Regions from separate parts of the Mus musculus genome. Here regions 2 and 3 are each linked to region 1. The links are chromatin contacts, called in public promoter capture Hi-C maps. All regions are on one chromosome and are shown on one strand. The core of a region is the stretch at or near the end of the contact, and the rest is flanking DNA. Distances in the headings are between cores, read along the strand shown. Region 1 overlaps Zbtb20 (zinc finger and BTB domain containing 20). Region 2 overlaps Zbtb20 (zinc finger and BTB domain containing 20). Region 3 overlaps Zbtb20 (zinc finger and BTB domain containing 20).

The links. Capture Hi-C pulls out chosen DNA fragments and counts their contacts.
Region 2: a promoter capture Hi-C map of adipose tissue shows a contact between it and region 1. The contact joins two enhancer-like sites. A contact is called at or near these places in 2 of 484 Hi-C or Micro-C datasets (pancreatic cancer cells and uterus) and 1 of 9 other capture datasets (adipose tissue).
Region 3: a contact with region 1 is called in a promoter capture Hi-C map of adipose tissue. The contact joins two enhancer-like sites. A contact is called at or near these places in 2 of 484 Hi-C or Micro-C datasets (the HL-1 cell line and liver) and 2 of 9 other capture datasets (adipose tissue and liver).

Annotation. Positions count from the first base shown.
Region 1 is chr16:43,233,706-43,237,601 of GRCm38.p6, forward strand. The region is part of intron 3 of Zbtb20 (zinc finger and BTB domain containing 20); the gene reads left to right. Among named protein-coding and RNA genes, the nearest start is that of Gm25873, 110 kb to the left of the region's middle. Within about 2 kb of position 2,401, at least 66 of the 459 cell types and tissues checked have an H3K27ac peak or open chromatin away from gene starts, as enhancers often do. A contact at or near this core is called in adipose tissue, liver and uterus, where this site is marked.
Region 2 is chr16:43,408,822-43,413,049 of GRCm38.p6, forward strand. The region is part of intron 4 of Zbtb20 (zinc finger and BTB domain containing 20); the gene reads left to right. Gm15713 (predicted gene 15713) reads right to left here. Exons shown (of 5, transcript NR_046026.1): 5 at 1,697-2,860. Among named protein-coding and RNA genes, the nearest start is that of Gm15713, 9.3 kb to the right of the region's middle. Within about 2 kb of position 2,035, at least 33 of the 459 cell types and tissues checked have an H3K27ac peak or open chromatin away from gene starts, as enhancers often do. A contact at or near this core is called in adipose tissue and uterus, where this site is marked.
Region 3 is chr16:43,472,947-43,476,804 of GRCm38.p6, forward strand. All of the region lies in intron 5 of Zbtb20 (zinc finger and BTB domain containing 20), which reads left to right. Among named protein-coding and RNA genes, the nearest start is that of Gm15713, 55 kb to the left of the region's middle. Within about 2 kb of position 2,550, at least 18 of the 459 cell types and tissues checked have an H3K27ac peak or open chromatin away from gene starts, as enhancers often do. A contact at or near this core is called in adipose tissue and liver, where this site is marked.

The DNA of each region.
Region 1 (3,896 bases), core at 1,151-3,650:
ATTATATATAAGTGTTACATGAATAGATAGTACAAGCTTGATAAATATTTAGTAAATGGATAAATGAACGATACAAATTCTTTAACTGGCAATGTATGACCAGTTTGTAAGTTTGGTATTCTAGGTGCTTCTTTACATTCTGAAAATGATATAAAACAATGTTCAATAGAATTGAGAATGTCATCCAGTTTCCAAGAGGATTTACAAGCTCTAGATGCCACGTTAGGATAGACCGTTCCCCACCCCACCCCCTTATCATTTGCAATCATTTGTAATACATAGCATGTGATCTCTGACTAGAATGTATCTGTGACCACTAAGTAAATACATAGTTTCCCTTCTTATAATAGCCATGCAAATATGATTTATCTTCTGACACAATACAAACAGAGTATGCATGTATGCATTTGGTGAACAAAAGACAAATGAGTAGGAAAACAGGATGTGTGCCTACATCCTCTACTTGCCTGAGATAACAGGAATGCATTGATAGAGAGAAGGACAGTGCACACTCTTATTTGTGCCTGTGTTGGGGATATACCAATATTGTTGCAATATACCATCCTGATGATGGCAGTCATCATGGTTTGAGAAGGACTTTGTTCCTTAATAGATTTGTTTTTAAATCCTGAGCTGTTTACTATCTAAAGCATTTATCTGAAATTACTATTCACTAAATCCCTCAGTTCCTAGAACTGTTAATCTGATTCTAGTAATAGTTTTTTTTAAAAAAGTTCAAAGGTTTGCCTGCCTGTAGAATGTTCTTCCCTACCACTGACACTGCAATTCTACCTTTAGATGCAGTTAATGTGTCATGTCTAAGAGCTCTGTTTCATGCTTTCTTGTATGTTTGTGCTACATTGACAGTTTTCTGTTTAGAGGTGCATGTTTTCTTTTAAGCTGTAGTGATTAAATTATAAGCTTCTTGAAGGCAAAGCCTGTCCCTTATTCTCTCAGTACTGGTATTATCCAGTTTCTGATACAGAAGAGATTGTCAATAAATATGTATCTAACAAATTAATGAGTTTGCCTTCACACACATCAGATAAGGGGCATGACTATAATCTCCTCTGTGTTTTTGTTTTTCTCCAGGATTTGTGAGCCTTTTGAAATTAACTATGGACATAGTGCTATGCTTCTGACTTGTCTAGTTGCTTTGAGGGATATTTCTTATTGTTGAAATGGTTTTTTTTTTTTTTGTTAGCAATTGGCTGTTTTAGTGTTTTGTTTTGTGTTGTCCGACCTTGTTTACACTGTGTGTATGTTTTAGAGCAGGGCTACCCGTGTGCTGTTCATGAGTGACGCCGTGATGGAGCCACATGGAACAGTGTTCCTAATTCTCACTTCTCTTTACATGCTACCTGCTTTGGTGCCTTGTTCAAGCACTGTTATTGATGTGCTTTGAAAAGATGTGTGGATTGTGTCAGCAAGCTGGGAAAGTCAGAGTTTTGTTTTGTTTTGTTTTTCAGCCAAAATTCTTAGGCCTTAATAAAATATGCGATGCATAGCTTAGAAGTCAATAACTGTGCCCTACCTGAACAAACGCTCCATTGTTACTTGACTGTTTTGAGGTCGGTCCAGGCCTGAGGATTTTGTTAAAGGCTAACAGAAATGTCCAGTATCACCCAGCCTAGCAAGAGAAAATCTGACACTCGCGACTTGTACTTCTGTGTTCCAGGCTGTTACACAAACTCACTGAGTACTGTATATGTCTGATTTCTCAACTTCACCTGCAGTAAACTTGTGCAATCCCGGGGCTAGAGACCTCCTTTGTAAATGTTGTCTGTCCAGTAATGGTGTTGGCACTGGGAGGCCCTAGCAGATAAAAGTGGAAGAACATATGGCTTCCATCTGAATACAAATTGGTGGACATAGTGTGGTAATTCAGCTGCGATGGCCTCTATACTGTAATCTGAAAGAGTCTGAGTAGATGTGAATTTCTCCCACTCCTCTACACCCCCATTCCACTGTGTTTTGATCGCCCTGAAGTACAGCCATCCTGCGTCGCCTTCTGACTGTGTTATTTGTGAAATGGCCAGCATGAGGAATTATTAATTAAAGCTAACAAATCACCCTGACGAGCTGTGCCCTGGCATGGCTGAAGGTTGATTGGCGAAAGTGTTCTCCTTTAGAGAAAAGACTTTTTGTGCTCGTGACGCAGTCAGGGACGGATTATTGAATATGCAAGTTAGAAGAAAAATCACAGGACAAGCAAATTGAGTATTTACTGGCAAATAATTGCGCTCTTAAACTGTGGCTCTCTTCCTAAATTCTTAACATTCCCGAGGGTTAGAAAGAAACACAGAAAAATGCATCGGTACAGAGTTCATTTCAAAAAACCACCCATAGACTGATGTTTGAGGCTTGTGCAGGTAAGTGTGATTGTGTATGCCTGGGAAGTGAAAGACCAAGCAGAGGATGGGGAGTGTTTCTGTGAGTCTGCTGAGTTGTTTATACAGCTCAGCATAGTTCTAAGTTGAGAATTTAGTTTCCGTGCTGCATTTATTGTGAAAGTGAGAGTCGTGAAAAGGAAAGGGTGTTTTCTCAAGTTATTTGTCTTTATCAGCAAAAGAAAAAGTTAACGTTTTGTCCTAAAAATAGTTTTCATTTTGCTCAGATATTTGTGACTATGTATAAAACGATGACTGGATTTAAAGATCTGTTGTTATTTTCAACACTGTTAATTATGATGCGTCTTAACAGTGTCCCAAACACATGTGGGGAAACTGTTGCATGGATTTTTAAAAGTAAACACTGTTTTACATTAGGACCTAGATAGTTAGTCCGTGTTGAGATTTCTACAGGAACACGAACGTTTGGAAGTTGTTGTTAGGCTTCTAGCTCTTATAGTAACCAAAATGTGTGTGTGTGTGTGTGTGTGTGTGTGTGTGTGTGTGTGTTTCATCTGGAATGTTGCTCAGACTCCTCACTTTTGAGGTCATTGTAAGATATAAGAAACAACTTTAATGTCTTTTTCAAAACTAAATGAAAGGCGTGGAAATATAAAAGGAGTTGAAGGCTCATGTATAAAATGTAGATATTAAACAGATATACTTTTTTATAAGTGCAGTTAGATTATGTGAAAAGCATCCAGAAATAATGTGTATGTACTGGCCATGTATTAAATGTTCTTTGAAAACTTAGAAAAGGTGCTGTCATCAACAACAAGCTGTTTTTGAGATGAGAATAATTGGCTGGCGAAATAGCATTTTAGGCTTATAATAACTATGAGTAGCATGGATTTAAAACAAAAGCATAAATGTAATTTAGACCAAATTAACTAATTAATAATTGTAAAGTGCTTTAAGAATAAAATATCGACATGATAGGAATAGGAGTAGGAATAATAAAAATGGAAAATCCAGCAGGTACACAGAAATTAAATCACAGTCAACTGCATTCGCTTTCAGAAACTCACCATTTTAAAATATAAATAAATAAAACAATTTTTTTCTGCCTTCTAATCCATTCCTTGAACTAGAAAATATGTTACTAGTTAGGTGACTTTCCTTACTGTATTCTATGTTACTTCAATATTAGTTTGTTTCAATATGTAGAATAGAGCTCAAAGAAAGTTTAGAAAATATACTTTGTTTAAGATTGACTTCCCCCTCGACCAGATTTCCTCAGATTTCATGAGGCAGCCTCTTTAAAGTTTTCGGTGAGTATTAGAGGCTAAAGTTGGTCCATTATTTTGAAATAGCAAAGAGGGCACTTAAAGCATATGTTCAGAGAACAAACCATCTGCCTTCTTTATTATGAGTATCACAGCATTATGAGGAATTGGAAAGGCTTGAAAAATTGAGCCAAAGTCCTGCAGAAGATCTTAATACTCAGCACGCTGGATTATAGAATAGCTTAGCATGGCCACACTTTTTGTCTTTTAAGAAAATACT
Region 2 (4,228 bases), core at 785-3,284, 170 kb after region 1:
CGACACCCCTATGCAACCATCACACCAGGCAAGAGCAGAGACATAAAATGCTAAGTCAATAGGAATGAACAGCTCATAAAAGCCTACTGGAATAGATCACATCACAGCCAGGTACATCTGTTCTCAGCACTAACCATTATCGTTAGCTTAAAATGCTTAAAATCACTGCGCATCCTCAGGTCTAGGGACAGATTATTCCAAAAAGATTCTGCTAAATAGATTTGGCAATGCAGTGAAGGGGACCTCCACTACATTAAAGTGATGCATTTTGCATCTCAAAGGCTGTCAACTGTATTTAGAGGGATTGTGTGATTGAAGAACAATGCTCCAGGACAGGATAGCAATTTTTTCTGGCCCTTCTAAATCTGAAGGTGATTTTTACCCCAAGTTGAGCTAAGTGTGCAATTGAATTGGGTAGCTCTCCAACTGGGAGGTGGCTAATAAAAGCAGAATTGAAACTAGCTTTCAAGTTGTGCTGCAAAGGAAGCCACTGCATCCTGTTTTAAGCTGGAACTCTCAGGTGGGATGTCCTCTGAAAGGTCTTCCTGAGGTCAGACTTCAAGCCACCAACAAGAGCTAAATAAGTAGTAACTACTGTCCTTGCTCCACACGCCTGCATGCCCCTTAGGGGGAATAAAGGAACCACCTCCTACTTCTTTTACCAATGCCTTCTCTTTATCCTCTTGCTGTGGTCTGTGATGTTATCCAAACCCTGTGACACAGGGTCAACACAGCAAGGGAGACTTGGGGTGTCCTGAAGACTGGCCCAAAAGAACTAGGGTTTGAGGTTTGTAGTTCTTTCTGTATTTCAATCACGGTGGCGCTTCATCTTTCTTCTGAGCGAGTTTCTACTGAGAAGTTTCAGACTAGCTTGTTAAGAATGATTTACACCATAATTCTAGGAAAAACAAATGTGAGTGACTGAGATTTGAAAGGAAAGAGTAGGGGGGAGTGCCAGACCAAACAAATCCTAAGTAAATAGGGTGGCTTTGCAAGGGTGGTAATGGGATTTTTGCTTGTTTCCTTACTTAAAAAAAAAAATGACAATGGATTATTAGCAATCATTTCTCTTACCTGGGTAGAGCCAAGCAAAGGACAGGAATGGTTCTATTGGCTCCACACAAGAGCATGATTTTCAGGAAGGACAGGTGTTTCCCGAATTCACATGACAACATCTTAATGAGAATGAACAGAACTGAAAAGGAGAACTAAGATTTCTACTTTTATTTTTTTCCGAATGTGGCAGAAAGTGTTTTGTTAGGGTGAGAGATAAGCATTTTCTATAAAACAATGCCCCAGTGACATGAGGTAATTACATGGTGGCTGGGGCACACCGCATGGTTTACTTAGAGAAATTGCATGATACCTACGTGATGACTATAGTAACACTAGTTACCACTACCACATTATCTCCTGATAACTATATAATTAGTTTGTATCATCAAAGCACCCTAAACGTGTGCCTATTCCAGCTACTCTGGTAGAAAAAAAAAAAATAAACTTTTTTGCAAAGGGAAAAAAAGCTAATGAAGAAAGTTGCCAAGAACAGATATTTTGTAATCTGTGCTAAATCTCTGCTGGAAAACATGAACAGTAACGAAGCTGAGAAGACAGTAAAAGAAATTCGGGGCAAGGTGCCAGACGCCCAGACGGAAGGAGAATGTGGACCAAAAGATTGCGACAATCGGGTAATTATGGTTTATGAATCTCAGCTTTAATCTGTAGTTCAGTGAGTCCTGATTAAATATCTGTTAAACACAATTAAAGTTTGTTTTTGTATTTCACCGTCTTGATCAGAATAATTAGAGACTGCGTGTTTCGTGTCAAAAGTAGCAAGAGGAATTTTAGTGAATGAACATCGTTTTTAAAAGCCATTTGTAGCACCAGCTGTTGGCATTATTTTATATTTTAGTGTTATCAGCATAAAGATGGCCCTCTGGATGCTGAACAGTTTCCAGCAGGACAAGGATGGTGTGCAGTTATGATGGGCACGTGCTGATAAAGCAAGCGTGTTCAGGGTTTGTGTTCTCTACAAACAGTGCTGGGGAGATGGAAACCAGAGACGGGTTCAGGTGGCAGGAGAGAGGAGGCGAGCAAGGCACTAAGCAATGGGACTTCTGGTGGTGTAGTCACCTGCAGCAGCATCTGCAGAGTCTGGATGGCTTGTGAAGATGGGTTGTTTATCTTAGCTGAAGGAAAGACTCAAGGAGGTTATGTTGGAAAAGTACTGGGAGTCTCTCCTGCCCGTGGCTAGAGATGTGAGCCTTACTCCTAGAATTGATGGAGGAGGGTACAGAAAGCACTTACCATATTAATAATTCTTTTCTGGGAAAACTGTGAGTTCTCTAAGCAGGCCATGCTTAATCTAGGTAAAATGGTAAAAGAGGACTATACAAGCCAAAGATGAAACTAAGATTCCTACGTCTTATGCCAAAAAGAGGGGTTAGCAAGTTGCAAGCTGCTAACTATTTAAATACTTTGATGGCACATTAAGATGTCTGTGTAGTTTACCATTGTATGAGCTTAAAGAAATGATATTATCCACTTAGTTTCTTGAGATTTGGGTACCGAGAATATTTTCTTTCCTATTATAGATTAATGGCCTCCAAGGAAATGTATACCGGAATCTTAAGAACCCATGAATATGTTGTCTGATATGACTGTGGGACTTTGCAGATATGATTAAAGGATTGAAGATTATCCAAGATTATCTGAGTAAACCCAAAACGGTCACAAAGGTCCTTAAAATAAAAAGAGGCACAAGGTTCACACCCAGAAGAGGCAGGAGTCAGGAGGGATGGTGCTGCTTTGAAGATGCGGAGAGGAGTCCTAAGCCAAGGAATATAGGCAGCTTTAGAACCTGGAAGATCAAAGATTATAGTCAGCCTTTGGAATGTGGAAAGACAAAGGAAGCAAGTCTTCCTTAGGTCCCCCAGAAAAAACGAGGGGTTGGTGACATGATCATGATTTAGGTGTTATTAGTTGTGTGGGGGAAAGGGTGTTTATTTTGTGTGTGGTGCTGGACATGGAACACAGCACTTTGTGCAAGTTAGACAAATGCTTTACCAATGAGCTGCAAATACAACCCAAAAAAAAATCTTTATTTTTAAGACCTTAAGCTTGTGATATTTTGTTATAGTGGCAAGGATAAATTAATATGGTCTCATGAACCTGCCTTGCAGACTTGAACTATCATTTAAAACTGTCTAGTTAAAAGTATGAGAACAAGTCTCTGAATTTACCCTTCTATGGCCCATTTGAAGTTTCCTTTGTGGCATCCTTTGGAGATGGTGCCTATGATAATAATCAAGTGAACCTGTACTGTAAAATCACGGGCAAGTTTAACCCCATCCCTCTACCACAACTTAGCAGAAGTCCTATCCTCTCAGGAGGAACTAAGAATAATTAGTTTTTCAGTAGTGTTATTTATAGAGATTTCTACCCTCTTCTAATTAACAATTTCTGTTGATCATCTAAAGAAAACAGTTGCCCCCTTCCTCAAAAGAGTGAGTTACACTCTCAAGCCTATCCATGGGTTTCAATTAATTATCAATCATTTACAATTGTGAACCACAAAAACACTACAGCATTGACTAGACTTGCAGGATTTGAGACCAAAATTATGTAAGATTTATTTAACATGAGAAATTAGACTAGCCATTAATTTTCCATGCGATCCTGGCTTTTAATTACTAAAATAAGTGGTTTTGATGGGAATGTACCCAGGAAGCACCTCTTTCTTCTAAAGTTTGTAAAACTATGTTTGAAGATCCAAGTGGGCAGATGCTGCCATTGTCCTGGGCTCATATCATTTGTCATTCATCCATTCACTCAGCAAACATTTGTTGAGCTCTGACTATTCTGCTGCTATAGACAGTAGGAATTTACTAGTGAACAGGACTCTCAAGACATCCTTCCATCTGGAACATTCTAGTTAGAGGAGATGGGTAGGTAATATGTAAAGCCTGAAGAATAAAATGAAGAATAATAAAAATGTAGCCTAACAGAGATGGCACATAAAAAGATAACACTCAACTGATTGTTGAATTATATCAGATATAGCTATATGAAGAACTACAGGGAAATCACTTTGGAAAAAATTAAAAGTAGGAAATAAAAAGATTCAAATAAGCCAGGCATATCAGTTATGAAAGGTCACTGAATGAGAAGTAAGTTACAACTGTGGTCAGATGAAGAGTCAACATGCAGAGAATGCAGGTGTCTTGGG
Region 3 (3,858 bases), core at 1,300-3,799, 240 kb after region 1:
CAGCTGTGGGAGCAGGAGAGATGGCTCAGTGGTTAAGAGCACGGGCTGCTCTTCCAGAGGTCCTGAGTTCAATTCCCCGAAACCAGATGGTGGCTCACAACCATCTGTAATGGGATCTGATGCCCTCCTCTGGTGTGTCTGAAGACAGCTGCAGTGTAGTCATATACATAAAATAAATAAATAAATCTTAAAATAAGAAAAGCAAACAGCGTTGCCATGTGAGTGCCGAGGAAAAGCTCACTGGGTTTGGGGGCAGTTGGAGGTTTTACCTGAACTCTTCTTCCCCCAAAAATAAATGCTTCAATTTTTCATTCTAACAATTATGCACATTTTAGTGTTTTAATACACTTGATCTTAGCTCAAAGGATAAGAAGACATAGGTGTTTTTACTAATTTGTGCAGTAAAACTCTTCAAAATCTCATACCCCAGAGACGATCTCTATAAATACATGAGAAATAAACTTTCATGCATATCTATTTATCTGTTTCTTTTTTTTCTATTTCCCCTTTATTTCTTTCCAAAATGAAAGGAAAACGAACTGTTTTGTAGTCTGCTTTTCCACTCAGCACTTTAAGTCATTTGCCATGTTAATAAATACAGATCTGCATGATCTTGACAGCAATATTGTACTCCAGTGTATGGAAAATATACTGACTAAGTCGCTCATTGATGGACACTTGTGATAATTAGAGCTGTTTCCTTACGTTAAAATACTGCTACAATAGCTGTCTTTATATGCACACATGCATACATATTCCTTAACACAGTTTATGGATAATTTTCTTAAAATAAATTTAAAGTGGAGGAATTATTAAAATAAAATGCATATGTCACTGCACTGCTCTGCAGTAAGGTTCCATCAATTTATACTTCCATCAACCAAGGAAGATACTACCCCTTTCACTGTGGCTTCATTAATTCTGTACTTGCAACTGGATAAGTAAAGCATTTTTTTAACTAAGGATATGGAATATATTTTCCAAGCATAAAACCCAAACCTGGATACTTTCAACTGAATTAAATTTCATTACATGGAAGTAAAATTGCTATAGAAAAATTTTGTTAACCTGGAAAATTATTTTTGAGAATTCTCTAATACCTTAAGAGTAACTATAAATCAACAACAAAAATGTAAATTTTTAAAAATTTTTATTAATACAATATATATGATTTTATATTTTAATGGTTAACTTTCACTATATTATTTTAAATCATCATATTATTCAAAATTGTGTTATTAATTTAAATTTTTAGACTTTAAAGTAAAATTTGGAAAGGGCAGTTGATCGACCTGACAGCCTGTGGTAGCTGATCCTCATTCTTTTTTTTAATTTTTTTTTTTTTTGGTACTTATTTACTTTACACCCCACTCACTGCCCCCTCCAGGTTTCTTTTTTTTTTCTTCTTCTTCTTTTCTTTTCTTTTTCTTTCCCGCATTTTTTATTAGATATTTTCTTCACTTACATTTCAAATGCTATCCCAAAAGTCCTCTATACCCTCCCCCAGCCCTACTCCCCTACCCACCCACTCCCACTTCTTGGACCTGTCATTCCCCTGTACCGGGGCATATAAAGTTTGCAAGACCAAGGGGCCTCTCTTCCTAGTGATAGCCAACTAGGCCATCTTCTGCTACATATGCAGCTAGAGACATGAGCTCTGAAGGGTACTGGTGAGTTCATATTGTTGTTCCACCTATAGGGTTGCAGACCCCTTCAGCTCCCTGGGTACTTTCTCTAGCTCCTATATTGGGGGCCCTGTGTTCCGTCCTATAGATGACTGTGAGCATCCACTTCTGTATTTGCCAGGCACTGGCAAAGCCTCACAGGAGACAGCTATATCAGGGTTCCTTCAGCAAAATCTTGCTGTCATATGCAATAGTGTCTGCGTTTGGTAGCTGATTATGGGATGGACCCCCGGATGGGGCAGTCTCTGGACAGTTCATCCTTTCGTCTTAGCTCCAAACTTTGTCTCTGCAACTCCTTCCGTGGATATTTTATTCCGTATCCTAGGGAGGAATGAAGTATCCACGCGTTGGTCTTCCATCAGGTTTCATTTTTTAATTGCAAAAACAGTGCTCACTAAAATCTTTTAAGGTCAGCCACCTAAGGCTTTCTTCCCCCAACTCTGACAACCACACCCAACCTCACTATCCCTGCGGTGCTATGGGAAACAAAGCAACAATCTGGAAACTTAAAGTGTTTCTGCAGGGGGGGTTAGCATTTCCTGGCTGTGTATATTCCTGTGTTTATCTGGCAACCCATCCTACAAATTGTTCACTCATGCAAGTATAGAGTATAAAGTGTTCATCTGCACTCTCCTGTCAGACTCCAGGATCAAAAAATTATTGGGAATGGTAAAACACACACTGGCGACATTGCCTGATCCATATCTCCAAGGCAGGATTGACACTGTTCTCCCACCAGATGTAGACAGAGATTTCTGGATGTTTGCTAGAGGCCATATCACCGGTGTCCTTTACCTTTCCCCTGGCCTCTGCCTCCCCTTGTGTATTGCTACATACTTAATGAAGTGGAATCTGTTTTCCAGCAACTTAGGGAAAGTGAAAGTGCCACACTGACAGCGTCATCCCAGCATCCACAGCACGCACTGTGACAGGTTGTCTTCCGTGATTCGGGATAGAGAGCATCTGGGCTCTCAGGGCACATTCTCTGGGCTTTTCAAAGGAGCAGGAGTTGTACAAAGCTGTTTGAGTGATAATTGGAACATTCCTTCAGCACAAGAAGTGCAGTTGCAGATGATAGATGGGCGGGTTATTCCAGGGTACTTTTTCTTCCCTTCCCAGACTGTGTCCGTGAAAGTGCTGTGCCTTGGATCCTTACTCGTCATTTCTTCTGGTATGAAATGTTGAAAACGAATGAAGCATCCATTCCTGACCATTATTTGGAAGTTAATTTCAAGATATTTGTTCAGGGCTAGCCTCTTTGCCTTTTTACATGATGAAAAGCTAAAACAGGTTCTCCTTTAGTCCCTCTTCATAAATGTCTGGTCTTTTTTGGTACATGGAACACAATTATCACCTCTAATTTAAAACTCATTCTTTATTTTAAGTGATAGAATCAAGTGTCTTATAGAGAACGTGAATAAAAGGTGTGCTGAAGTCCTTTGATAGTATCCATCAGAGTGGCTCTCACATACTGATCAAGGACACAGAAAAAGGAGTAATATAAGGCCTCCTATCAGGATATCTGGGGAGTAGAGACTCTGTCTCCATCCATGGCCACCATGCTTGAATCATATTCACTTGATTTGCTGTCCATCAGTAGCTCTACACCATGATCCACTGACACAGGCCTACAGCACTGCACTTTCAGGTAAAGAATACAAGGAATCTAAATACCACATAGCTTACCTAGTGTGGGTAAAGTACCTCTGGATAGTGTGTGTGTGTGTGTGTGTGTGTGTGTGTGTGTGTCCCTCCACTTTCTTCAACACTCAGTAGACTATATAGGGAGGCCATGTCACTTATCCCCAATTCTTTATCTACCTAGACAAAAGGGGCAGAGGCAGCTCTAACATATAGATTCTTATCTGGAAAACTGTTTTAGATATCTGAAGCTGAAGGAAACTGAGAGAAATCATACTGACTACTATTATTTGGAGTGTCTCCCTTTGTCTAATCCACTAAAGCAAACACTTAGAAGACATCCTTTTGAGCTATGGGTCAACACTGTTTTCCTAGAAAACAGTGTTGTAGAGGCTTGCGCACTTATATTCAAGATAAATCCTTTTTCCATCTTCTTAGTTCACTATACTAAAATACCCAAGTCTGGCCCATCTAAACTTCTGTGTTTGTTTGTGTAGTTATAGGAATTAAGCTCTCCGAGATCAAGATTTTG